Regions from separate parts of the Callithrix jacchus genome. Here region 2 is linked to region 1. A link is a contact called in public Hi-C data. All regions are on one chromosome and are shown on one strand. Each heading gives the region's core, a stretch centred on a gene start, on an enhancer-like site or on the middle of the called end of the contact. The rest is flanking DNA. Distances are from core to core; before and after follow the strand shown.

Region 1 (5,334 bases), core at 1,593-4,092:
GCGCCCGGCCCAATCTCAGTTTTAATCCCATCTATATAATAGTGCCCCCAAGGGTGTGCCTCCCGCCCAGACCTCTACCCTGAACTTCAGACTGGATAGCCAACACTCTAATACCATCTTTTGTTGTTATGAGAGGGAATCACACTGTCGCCCAGGCTGGAGTGCAGTGGCGTGATCTCAGCTCACTGCAACCTCTGCCTCCCCAGTTCAAGCGATTCTCCTGCCTCAGCCACTCCAGCAGCTGGGATTACAGGTGCCTGCCACCACACCCAGCTAATTTTTGTATTTTTAGTAGAGATGGGGTTTCGCCATGTTGGCCAGGCTGGTCTTGAACTCCCGACCTCATGTGATCCACTCACCTCCGCCTTCTAAAGTGTTGAGATTATAGGCATGAACCACGGCAGCCCCTCTACTACAATCTGCTTGGACATCAAATGGGCAGCTCAAACTTGGTATGTCCAAAACCAAATACTCAAACTCCCGCCACCTGCTCCTCTTGTGGTCCTCTCCTCTCTCCTGCCGCTCAGCCCGGAAACCTGGGATTATACCAGAATATCTTAAACCCAGCATCCAAACCATAGGCAATTCCTTTGGCCCCCACTCTCAAGTTACGATGTCTGCGACCACGTTTGACCACCCGAGTGCAAGCCACAGCCACTTCTTCCGTGTTTTCACAATAGCCCCTAACTGGTTTTCCCACTTCTGCGCTTGTCCCTAAAGTCTGTCCTCAACTGAGTAGCTACAGGGACGCTGTTTAATACCCATTCCTGATGGGTACCATCTTTCATAACTCTCCAGTAGCATGCCTTTCTCCAAGTAAAAGGCAACAGCCACATCTGTACTTACGATGGCCTAACTCACTGACTACAGTCCTCCCGTATGCCTGATGCCTTGACATAAATTTTTTTTGAGACAGAGTCTCACTCTGTCACTCAGGCTGGACTGCAAAGGTGGGATCTCAGCTCACTGCAAGCTCTGCCTCCCGAGTTCAAGCAATTCTCCTGGCTCAGCCTCCCAAGTAGCTGGGATTACAGGTGTGAGCCACCACACCCAGCTAATTTTTGTATTTTTAGTAGAGACAGGGTTTCATCATGTTGGCCAGGATGGTCTCGATCTCCTGACCTCGTGATCCACCCGCCTTGGGCTTCCAAAGTGCTGGAATTACAGGCATGAGCCACCGAGCCCAGCCACCTTTATGTAAATATTAACAGTATTTCCTGGCTTGAGGTCAGGAGTTTAAGACCGGCCTGGCCAACTTGGTATTTCTACTAAAAATGCAAAAAAAAAAAAAAAAAAAAAAATAGCCAGGGGTGGTAGTGCACGCCTGTAATCCTACATACTGGGGAGGCTGAGGTGGGAGGATTGCCTGAGCCCTGGGAGGGGAGGTCGCAGTGAGCTGAGATCGAGCCACTGTACCCCAGCCTTGGCGACTGAGTATCTAAATAAATAAATTAATTAATTAATTAATAAGACTTCGTATCTAAATAAATAAATAAAAATAGCATCTTCTTTGCTTAGAAGCGTCCCAGAATGCTAGGCACAGTGGCTCACACCTGTAATGTGGCATCTCCATCCCCACATCTCTCTTCTCGCCTCCTGCACATGCCCCGAGAGGGCCCCTGGGCTGTTCCTCAGACAACCCCGGAACCTCTTTTAGATCTTTAGGACTCAGTTATTATCTTCTTAGTGACATTTTCCTTGCCAATCCCATTTAAAATTGAACCAATGCTTTGGGAGGCGAAGGCAGGAGAATCACTTAAGCCCAGGAGTGTTAGATTAGCCTGGACAACATAGCAAGACGCTGTCTCCACAAAAAATTTAAAAAATAGAAATATATTTTAAATAAATAAATGAAATGAAATTGGCCAAGCATGGTGGCTCACACCTGTAATCCCAATACTTTGGGAGGCCAAGGCAGGTGGATCACCTGACGTCAGGAGTTTGAAACCAGCCTGGCCAACATGGTGAAACCTTGTCTTTACTAAAAATACGAAAATTAGCCGGGCGTGGTGGCGTGCATCTGTAATCCCATCTACTTTGGAGGCTGAGGCAAGAGAATCGATTGAACTCGGGAGGTGAAGGTTGCAGTGAGCCGCGATCGCGCCACTGCACCCCAGCCTGGGCAACAGAGTGAGACTCTGTCTCAAAAAAAAAGAAATGAAATTAAACCATACCTCCTCCCTTTTTCCTATATTTTTCTCCATAGCACTTAGCACCGTCTAACTGATATATATTGTTTATGTATCTTGTTTGTTGACTGCCTACTCCCAATAGAAAGTTAAGCTCAGGACAGGCTCGGTGGCTCAGGCCTATCACATCCCAACACTTTGGGAGGCCGAGGGTGGAGGATCACTGGAGGTCAGGAATTGGAGGCTGCAATGAGCTATGATCGCGCCGATGCACTCAGCCTAGGCAACAGAGCGACATCCTGTCTCAAAAAAAGAACGTTAAGCTCCACGAAACAAGAGCTTCTGTTTTCTTGGCTGCTCTCCTGAGCCTGGAATAACCAAACATTCACGGTAGCTGCAGGAACCCTCCGAGATCAAACCCACCTCCCGCCAGCAGTTAGAGACCTGGAACTTGCTGTTCACGTGACTGCCAGCTAGGAAGGAAAGATGGCGGCGCCCGTGATGGCTTCAGAGAGAGGGCAATCAACGAGAGGACGCCGGCTTGCCAGAGCGTCCACGCCGCCGCCTATTCTGCGATTGCGTCCTGGGAAGGCGCGAATTCTGGGGCTACGGGCGGGTCCTCCTCTCCACCATTTTTTTGATGGAAAAAATAATTCTCAAAGACGGTTTAGTCTGACCTGCCTACCCACCTCTTGACATCCCCAGGATCCGAGGCGTGTAAAAGATGGGATTATTGGGCCAGGCGCGGTGGCTCATGCCTGTAATCCCAGCGCTTTGCGGGGCCAAGGCGAGAGGATCGTTGAGCCTAGGACTTCGAGACCAGTCTGGGCAACATAGCGAGCCCCCATCTCTATTTTTAAAATGGCGTATAGATAAAAAGTTAGCCACGTGTGGTGGCGCGCACCTGTAATCCTAGCTACTGCGGAGGTTGAGGCACGAGAATCGCTTGAACCGGGAGGCGGAGGTTGCCGTGAGCCGAGATCGCACCATTGCACTCCAGCCTGGGTGGCAGAGCAAGACACCGTCTCAAACAAAAACAAAAAAAAGAAAGAAAATGATGGGATTCCGTATCTGGGATTTTCTCCCGTGGTGTCAATGACCTTGTCAACCTATTAGGTGACCACAGAGTGTCCTCCCAGCCCTCACTTCTAGGGATCCCAGACCCTGGAACACACACGCCCCGTGCGCCCCTTAAGGACTAGCAGATCCAACGGCACTCTCAGTGCCTTAAATGCTGATTTCCTGGAGATCCGCCCACCTCACCCCACCCCATTCCTGGTGTAAACTCCCCAGGATTAAGTCTGGTGAATCTGGGCCCCCCTCCCCCAGGTCCCTGGGGCAGATGAGCCCCTGGCCACCGCCCCTCCAATTTCCTGCAGACCCAGCAAACAAAAGGCTCTCGGGAAGAGAGGCGAGCCGAGCAGGGCGCCCTTCCTGCAAGAACAGCTGATGGGGCAAAACTTGCCCAGGAGTGAGCCAAGGGGAGGGATGAATTTCCAGCGTTCCTGGAGGGCAGCAGTGCGAGGCCTGACTCCTGGGTCCTGGGGAAGGAGGGTATCCAGGCAACAGCTGGATGTGGAAGGCCCTGGCCAGATAGGTTGCTGGGCTGTGCCGCATGGGGTGATGTCAGCCTTAGGGAATGGAGGGGGTGGTGGGTTCTCTGGGGTTCAGGTGAGTGCTCTGGTCCCCAGGCTGGAAGAGAGGGGGTTGGGAGAGGCCTGAGGCCCTGCGTCATCTCCTCTGGGGCCCAGCCTACCTTCCCCTGGCTCGACCTGCTACCCTCCGTGTTGGCCCCACCCAGCCTGGCTTCCTGCTCCTCCCCACACATCTTTCTGTGCCAAGCTCCCCTAACCAGCCCAAGGGCTACTGGTCCCTTCCCGACCCCGGTATCCTAACCTCGTGCCACAAATAGTCGTGGAGCCAGCCTCCCACTTGCCCTTGCCCCCATTGCCGGCCAGGACACAATAGTCAGGGGAGGGCCACAGTGCAGTCTAGTGGGTGCGGGGATGCTGGCATGGGGGACCTGGCTTCATATCCTGCCAGGCTGTCAGGGGAAGAGAGGAAACAAAAGACTTCCCCCTGCTGGGACAATGAGCCTCCTACTACCTCTCCCCAACCCTCCCGCCACCTCTCCCCAATCCTCCCACTCCCCCCTACCTTTCCACTCCTCTCCCTGAACCAGCCTTCTTAGCTCTGGCCCCAGCCCCTTAGCCCCTCTCTCCTCCATCTCCATGCCCTCTGGCTTCCCTGGCCTCTGCTGCAAGCTCTGCCCTTCTCCTCTCATTCCTGTCCGCTCACTGATGCTCACTGCCGTTTCTTGCTATTTCTCTCAGCCTCCAGCTCTTCCAACAGCACTCAGCAACCCTTCCTCTAACCCCAGCACTAAGGCAGGGAGCAGGATGGGAAAGTCTGCATGAAATGTTAAAGGGTCAACCAGACAATCACTCTTTTTTTTTTTCTTTTTCTTTTTCTTTTTTTAACAGACTGGTGTTTGACATTTTTGTTGTTGTTTTCTGAGATGGAGTTTTGCTCTTTTCTCCAAGGCTGGAGTGCAAAGGTGCAATCTCAGCTCACCACAACCTCCGCCTCCCGGGTTCAAGCGATTCTCCTGCCTCAGCCTCCTGAGTAGCTGGGATTATGGGCATGCACCACCACACCCGGCTAATTTTTTTATTTTTAGTAGAGACGGGGTTTCTCTATGTTGGTCAGGCTGGTCTCCAACTCCTGACCTCAGGTGATCCTCCCGCCTCAGCCTCCCAAAGTGCTGGGATTACAGGCTTGAGCCACTGCACCCAGCCAATCATACCCTTTTGTTCGTTTAATTTTTTTTTGAGACAGGGTCTTACTCTGTTGCCCAGGCTGGAGTGCAGTGGCAAAATTACGGCTCACTGCAGCCTCCACCTCCTGGGGTCAAGTGATCCTCCCATCTCAGCCTCCTGTGTAGTTGGGATTACAGGCGTGAGCCACTGCACCCAGCCTATTATTTTTATTTTTGAGAGAGGGTCTCCATCGCCCAAGCTGGAGTGCAGTGGTGCAATCTCACTACAACCTCTGCCTCCTGGGCTCAGGTGCTCCTCTCACCTCAGCCCCCTGAATAGCTGGGACCACAGGTGCACGCCACCACGCCTGGCTAATTTTTGTACAGACGGATTCACCATGTTGCCCAGGCTGGTCTTGTGCTCCTGGTCTCAAGTGATCCACCAGC
Region 2 (5,334 bases), core at 1,728-4,227, 38 kb after region 1:
GGTGAGTCCCTCAGTGAGTCCCTCGGCTCACCTTTCTCCTCCTTCTGCAGGGAGGAAAGATTCCCATCCGATGGACAGCCCCGGAAGCCATTGCCTTCCGGAAGTTCACTTCTGCCAGTGATGCCTGGAGTTATGGGATTGTGATGTGGGAGGTGATGTCATTTGGGGAGAGGCCGTACTGGGACATGAGCAATCAGGACGTGAGTGCCCCATGGTGGTACCAAGCTTTCCTGGAACATTCTCTCACCTGGGATTTGGGGTGAAGGGTGGGTTCACAGAGTCATCACTGCTGGGTCCTTGAGACCATGGAGATGACAAAAAGAACTGATCCTTGTATCAAAGAGCCTGGGGTACAGGGCCAGGCCCGGTGGCTCATGCCTGTAATCCCAGCTCCTTGGGAGGCTGAGGAGGGGGGATCAGTTGAACTCAGGAGTTGAGACCAGCCTGGGCAGCATGGCCAGCTCCTACTATCCTACAAATAAATTTAAAGAGTCGGATACAGCGTATTTGGGTCGCAGAAGGATGCAGAGATGGAGGGCAGGGTTGGAAGGTGACATGCCTATATCATAGCCCAAGAGCTGCTGGGACCTCCAGCCACAGACAGCCTCAACTCTGGCTAGTTGGACTCCTGGATCTGTGATTTTTTGGGGGGAAGGGGGGCTGTGGCTCCTATCCTGCCATCTGCCAAATCACCATTTCCTGGGCCTGTTAGTGTCTCTGCTCTCCCTGGACAGCCTCACCAGAGCTTCCTTCCCCTCTTTGCAGGTAATCAATGCTATCGAACAGGACTACCGGCTGCCCCCACCCCCAGACTGTCCCACCTCCCTCCACCAGCTCATGCTGGACTGTTGGCAGAAAGATCGGAATGCCCGGCCCCGCTTCCCCCAGGTGGTCAGCGCCCTGGACAAAATGATCCGGAACCCTGCCAGCCTCAAAATCGTGGCCCGGGAGAATGGCGGGTGAGGATGGCAGGGAATGGGCCCTTCTTCCTGCTCTCTGCCCCCACGCCTCACCCAGAAGGGTCCATCCCTTGCTGTTGGGTGGGAGGGTCTCTGTCAACCTCTCCAAGGGTGGGCTCCATCTCCTCACCCTGACCCAGGCCTGGTACTCAGCATTCCTCCCCATCCTTGCCCCCCAGGGCCTCACACCCTCTCCTGGACCAGCGGCAGCCTCACTACTCAGCTTTTGGTTCTGTGGGCGAGTGGCTTCGGGCCATCAAGATGGGAAGATACGAAGAAAGTTTTGCAGCCGCTGGCTTTGGCTCCTTCGAGCTGGTTAGCCAGATCTCTGCCGAGTAAGTGGTAGCAGGAACTGGAGCGGGGCAGGGAGAGCAGGGTAGCTGGCGGCTGGCGTCAGGCCCACAGGGTCTGCAGGGGCTTTCGGGGTCAGCTTTGGGTGCCAGCGCTGTCTTCTTGCACTACATTCATGCCATGCTTAGAAGGGCCCCAGAGGAGTAGTAACAGCCCCTGGAGCTGAGGACCCAAGGGCTTTCTGGGGCCAGCCTGCCCGTCTCATCTCCTGCCATCACGCCCCTGGACCATCGCGCTTCCACCCTCATTCCGTATCTATCTGTGCATCTATCTGCATTCCAGGCCCCGCTCTCACAGTAACAACGTGTCAACTCGGGTTCTCTTTTTCCACCATAAAAGGAGAAGATTAGGCTAGGTTTTGGAGCTCCTCTCCAGCTTTTATGTGAAATGGTTTTATGATTCCTTGCCTCCCAAAGGCAGCGTATCCCCACTTGGCCTTTGTCTGTTACTCCCCCTTCCTGCCTTCCCGTTTCTCTCCCAAGGTCTCCTCTCACCCCAGGATGAATAACAGAAACAGAAGGAATAGAAATCTAAAGACTAGGCACAGTGGCTCATGCTTGTAATCCCAGCACTTCGGGAGGCCAAAGCGGGCAGATCACTTGAGGTCAGGGGTTTGAGACCATTATGGGCAACTTGGTGAAACCTCCTCTCTACTAAAAATACAAAAATTAGCTGGGTATGATAGCGCTTGCCTGTAATACCAGCTACTCAGGAGGCTGAGGCAGGAGGATCTCTCGAACCTGGGAGGTGGAGGTTGCAGTGAGCCGAGACTGAGCCACTGCACTCAAGCCTGGATGACAGAGTGAAACTCCATCTGAAAAAAAGAAATCTGAAGGCCGGGCAGTGGCTCATGCCTGTAATCCCAGTACTTAGGGAGGCCAAGGTGGACCTGGCTTCCCTGGCTTAAGCCTAGGAGTTTGAGAGCAGCCTGGGCAACATAGCAAAACCTCATTTCTACCAAAAAAAAAAATTAGCTGGGCACGTGTTTAGTGCCTGTGGTCCCAGCTACTCGGGAGGCTAGAGCCAGAAGGTCCCTGGCCAGTCTGCCCCTGCCACATGGGGCCTGGGCACGTCCCTCCCTAAGTCTTCCCAGCCTCTCTCTGACCCAGGGGGCATCCTCCCTTTCCCCCCCATCTCAGCTTCCAGCCATCAGCAATCTCTTCCTCTCCATCTGGCTCTTCCTCTCCCAGTTTGGCCTTTTCTTTCTCACGTCTCTACGGCAATCTATGTGGCCTCTTCCCCCAATCTTATTTTTCGGGCTTTTCTCTCTTTTTCCCTCCCTCCTGGGCACCCAAGCCAAAGCCCCCACCTCTGGCCTCCAGCCTCACGCTTTACTGCCGCTGCGCAAAGGATGACTGCCCGGCGATTGTTGACTTCTGTTCTCCCTCCCCCGCTGGCTTTTCTGATTGGCTGACAGTCCTGAGGCTGGAACCCGCTCTGGAGCCAAGCTTGGAGAGCCGCCGCGGGGATCCCAGGGTCTCACCGAGCTCTGCTTTCCTTCCACAGGGACCTGCTCCGAATCGGAGTCACTCTGGCGGGCCACCAGAAGAAAATATTGGCCAGTGTCCAGCACATGAAGTCCCAGGCCAAGCCGGGAGCCCCGGGTGGGACAGGAGGACCAGCCCCGCAGTACTGACCTGCAGGAACTCCCCACCCCAAGAACGCGGCCTCCCCATCTTTCTGGGGCAGAATGGGGACTCCTAGAGGCCCCCAGCCCTGCGCCCCGCTGGATTGCACTTTGAACCCGTGGGGTGGGGAGTTGGCAATTTGGAGAGAGAGAATTTGGGGGTTCTGCCATACAGGAGTGGAACATCACCCCTCATCCCCCTTGGGGAACTCTAGACCAAGGGTGAACGCGCCTTTCCCTCGGGACTGGGTGTGACCAGAGGGAAAAGGAACACCCATCATCTCCCGGCCTCCCCAGGTGCCCCCCCACTCATCTTGACGGGTGTGTTCCCGTAGACCAAAGAGAGCATGACTCCCTTGCCAGCTCCAGAGTAGGGGGCTGTCCCAGGGGCAAGAAGAGGGGTCAGGCCCCCGTGACAAAATCATTGGGGTTTGTAGTCCCAACTTGCTGCTGTCACCACCAAACGCAATCATTTTTCTCCCTTGTAAATGCCCCTCTCCCAGCTGCTGCCTTCATATTGAAGGTTTTTTGAGTTTTGTTTTTGGTCTTAATTTTTCTCCCCGCCCCTTTCTGTTTTCTCGTTTCATTTTTCTATGGTCCTTGTCATAACTCTGTGTTGGAGGGAACCTGTTTCACTATCACCTCCTTTGCCCACGTTGAAACAGGGACCCATCTTGTCTGTTTCCAAAAGAGTGCCTTGGTCATGCCACCTCCCCGACCCCCCTGGGACCCCCAAGCTGTGTCCATGAAGGGGTGCGGGCTGAGGTAGTGAAAGGGGTGGTAGGTGGTGGTGGAACCCAGAAACTGACGCTGGTGCTTGGAGAGGGTTCTTAAATTATATTTAAAAAAACAATTTTTTGTATAAATAAAAGAAAATGGGACAAGTCCCAGCTCCAGGGGTGATGGGAGGTGATGGACCACATTTCTAAGGAGAGTGGGGCTGGGTAGGGAGGGCTTTGTGGCTGGCTGAGTGGGGTCAGAGGTCTGGAGGCTGCAGGACTATGGGGGGCTGGAGCTTGGTTCTCAGCTCCAGGGTGTGTTTGAGGTGGTGGGGTGGGGGCTGAGCAAGATGAGTCATTCGCAGCTGCTTCCAACGGCTCCAGCTGGCTCTGCCAAGAGCCTGGGGCACCTCCGGGGTGGGGCTGTCCCCTCCCTTCCCTGTCCTGGTTCCTCAGCCCTGGCCAGGGGCTGCTGGGGGAGGGAGGGGAGGCCTTGAGCCCACAGCCCCTTGAGAGGGAGGAGGTGGCCAGAGCTGGAGCACGGGGTCTGGTTGGATGGAGACAGATGGGGGCCAGATGTTGACAGCTGGGGTAGATTTAGAGGCAATTTGGGGAGTGTGCATTGGCTGTGGGGTAGGGGAAGGGACCCCCGCCCACTTGTGTACACAGGCGCGTGTGCACGCACGCACACACGTGGCTGGGCCGGGGACAATTCTCCCATTCAAGATGCTGCCCAGGCAGGTTCTCCCAGCCTCTTGGGAAGGGGAGGGGAACCTTGTGTGTTTCCCCAACTTCTTCCCAAACAGGAAGAGGACAGGGTCAGTCCCCCCTCTAAAGACCCGGATTTATTTTCTTTCTCGCCATTTTTTGTGTCCTTTCCTCTGGGGATCTTTCTGGCCTCCCCCGCTGAGACCTGCAGCGGCAGGTCTTGACAAGGATCAGGCTGGTTTAGCCTGGTCCATTTCTTTTCCTTTTTTGTTTAGACAGGGTCTCACTTTGTCTCTCAGGCTGGAATGCAGTGGAATGACTTGAACTCCTGGGGCAAGGGAGCCTCCCAGGGCACTGGGATTACAGGCCCAATCTGCCTTTTCCATTTCTGCACTTCAGTCGCCCCCTGTTGACATGTATGGGTCAGTGCTGGGTCCTAAATCAGCTCGGACCCTTCTGGCCCAGGGAGGCTTGTCCTCAATTTCCCACCTCTACAACCCTCTTCTGGAGTTCCTCAGGCTCTTGAGTCCTCTGTCCCCACTTCCCTTGGTGACACATCACCCATGTTTGGTACCCTCAGGAGGTGTGGGAGGGACTTGGGGGTCCATCCAGAGGATGCTGCCCAGACCCACCCTCTTCCCCTGCCAACCAGACATCCGGGCTAGATAGCATGTCCTAGAGAGCTGATAGCTGGAAGAAGAAAACTTAAGGGGCACAGCAGAGGCACAGCAGAGAGGCCAAGAGCGAAGACCAAGTGCAGGGAGCTGAGGGAACCCCCTGAGATCCATCCCAGCTCCAGGCTGCCCTGAGCCTTCCTGTCACATCCAGCTCTCTAGTGTGAGTGCTCTCCCTTCTTGGGGCCCTTTCCTTACCCAGGCTGGGTCTTGCTTCCTTCCATGAAGGTGGGACCCCAAGGGCTGGTCATCTCAGAGGATGCTCATACAGTATATACATTTCTATACAGGGAGCA

Evidence for each region. A called contact is a pair of places that touch in the nucleus more often than the background predicts.
Region 2: a Hi-C map of induced pluripotent stem cells shows a contact between it and region 1, with 2.5 times the contacts expected there. The contact joins the enhancer-like site here to the promoter of SLC12A9 in region 1. A contact is called at or near these places in 3 of 3 Hi-C or Micro-C datasets (induced pluripotent stem cells and skeletal muscle).

Annotation. Positions count from the first base shown.
Region 1 is chr2:12,884,212-12,889,545 of calJac240_pri, forward strand. SLC12A9 (solute carrier family 12 member 9) reads right to left here and starts at 2,843. Exons shown (of 11, transcript XM_078355802.1): 1 at 2,819-2,843. The coding sequence starts at 2,828.
Region 2 is chr2:12,922,429-12,927,762 of calJac240_pri, forward strand. It overlaps EPHB4 (EPH receptor B4), which reads left to right. Exons shown (of 18, transcript XR_013529376.1): 15 at 51-266; 16 at 766-959; 17 at 1,139-1,294; 18 at 2,817-3,821. Among named protein-coding and RNA genes, the nearest start is that of EPHB4, 26 kb to the left of the region's middle. Within about 2 kb of position 2,978, at least 7 of the 16 cell types and tissues checked have an H3K27ac peak or open chromatin away from gene starts, as enhancers often do.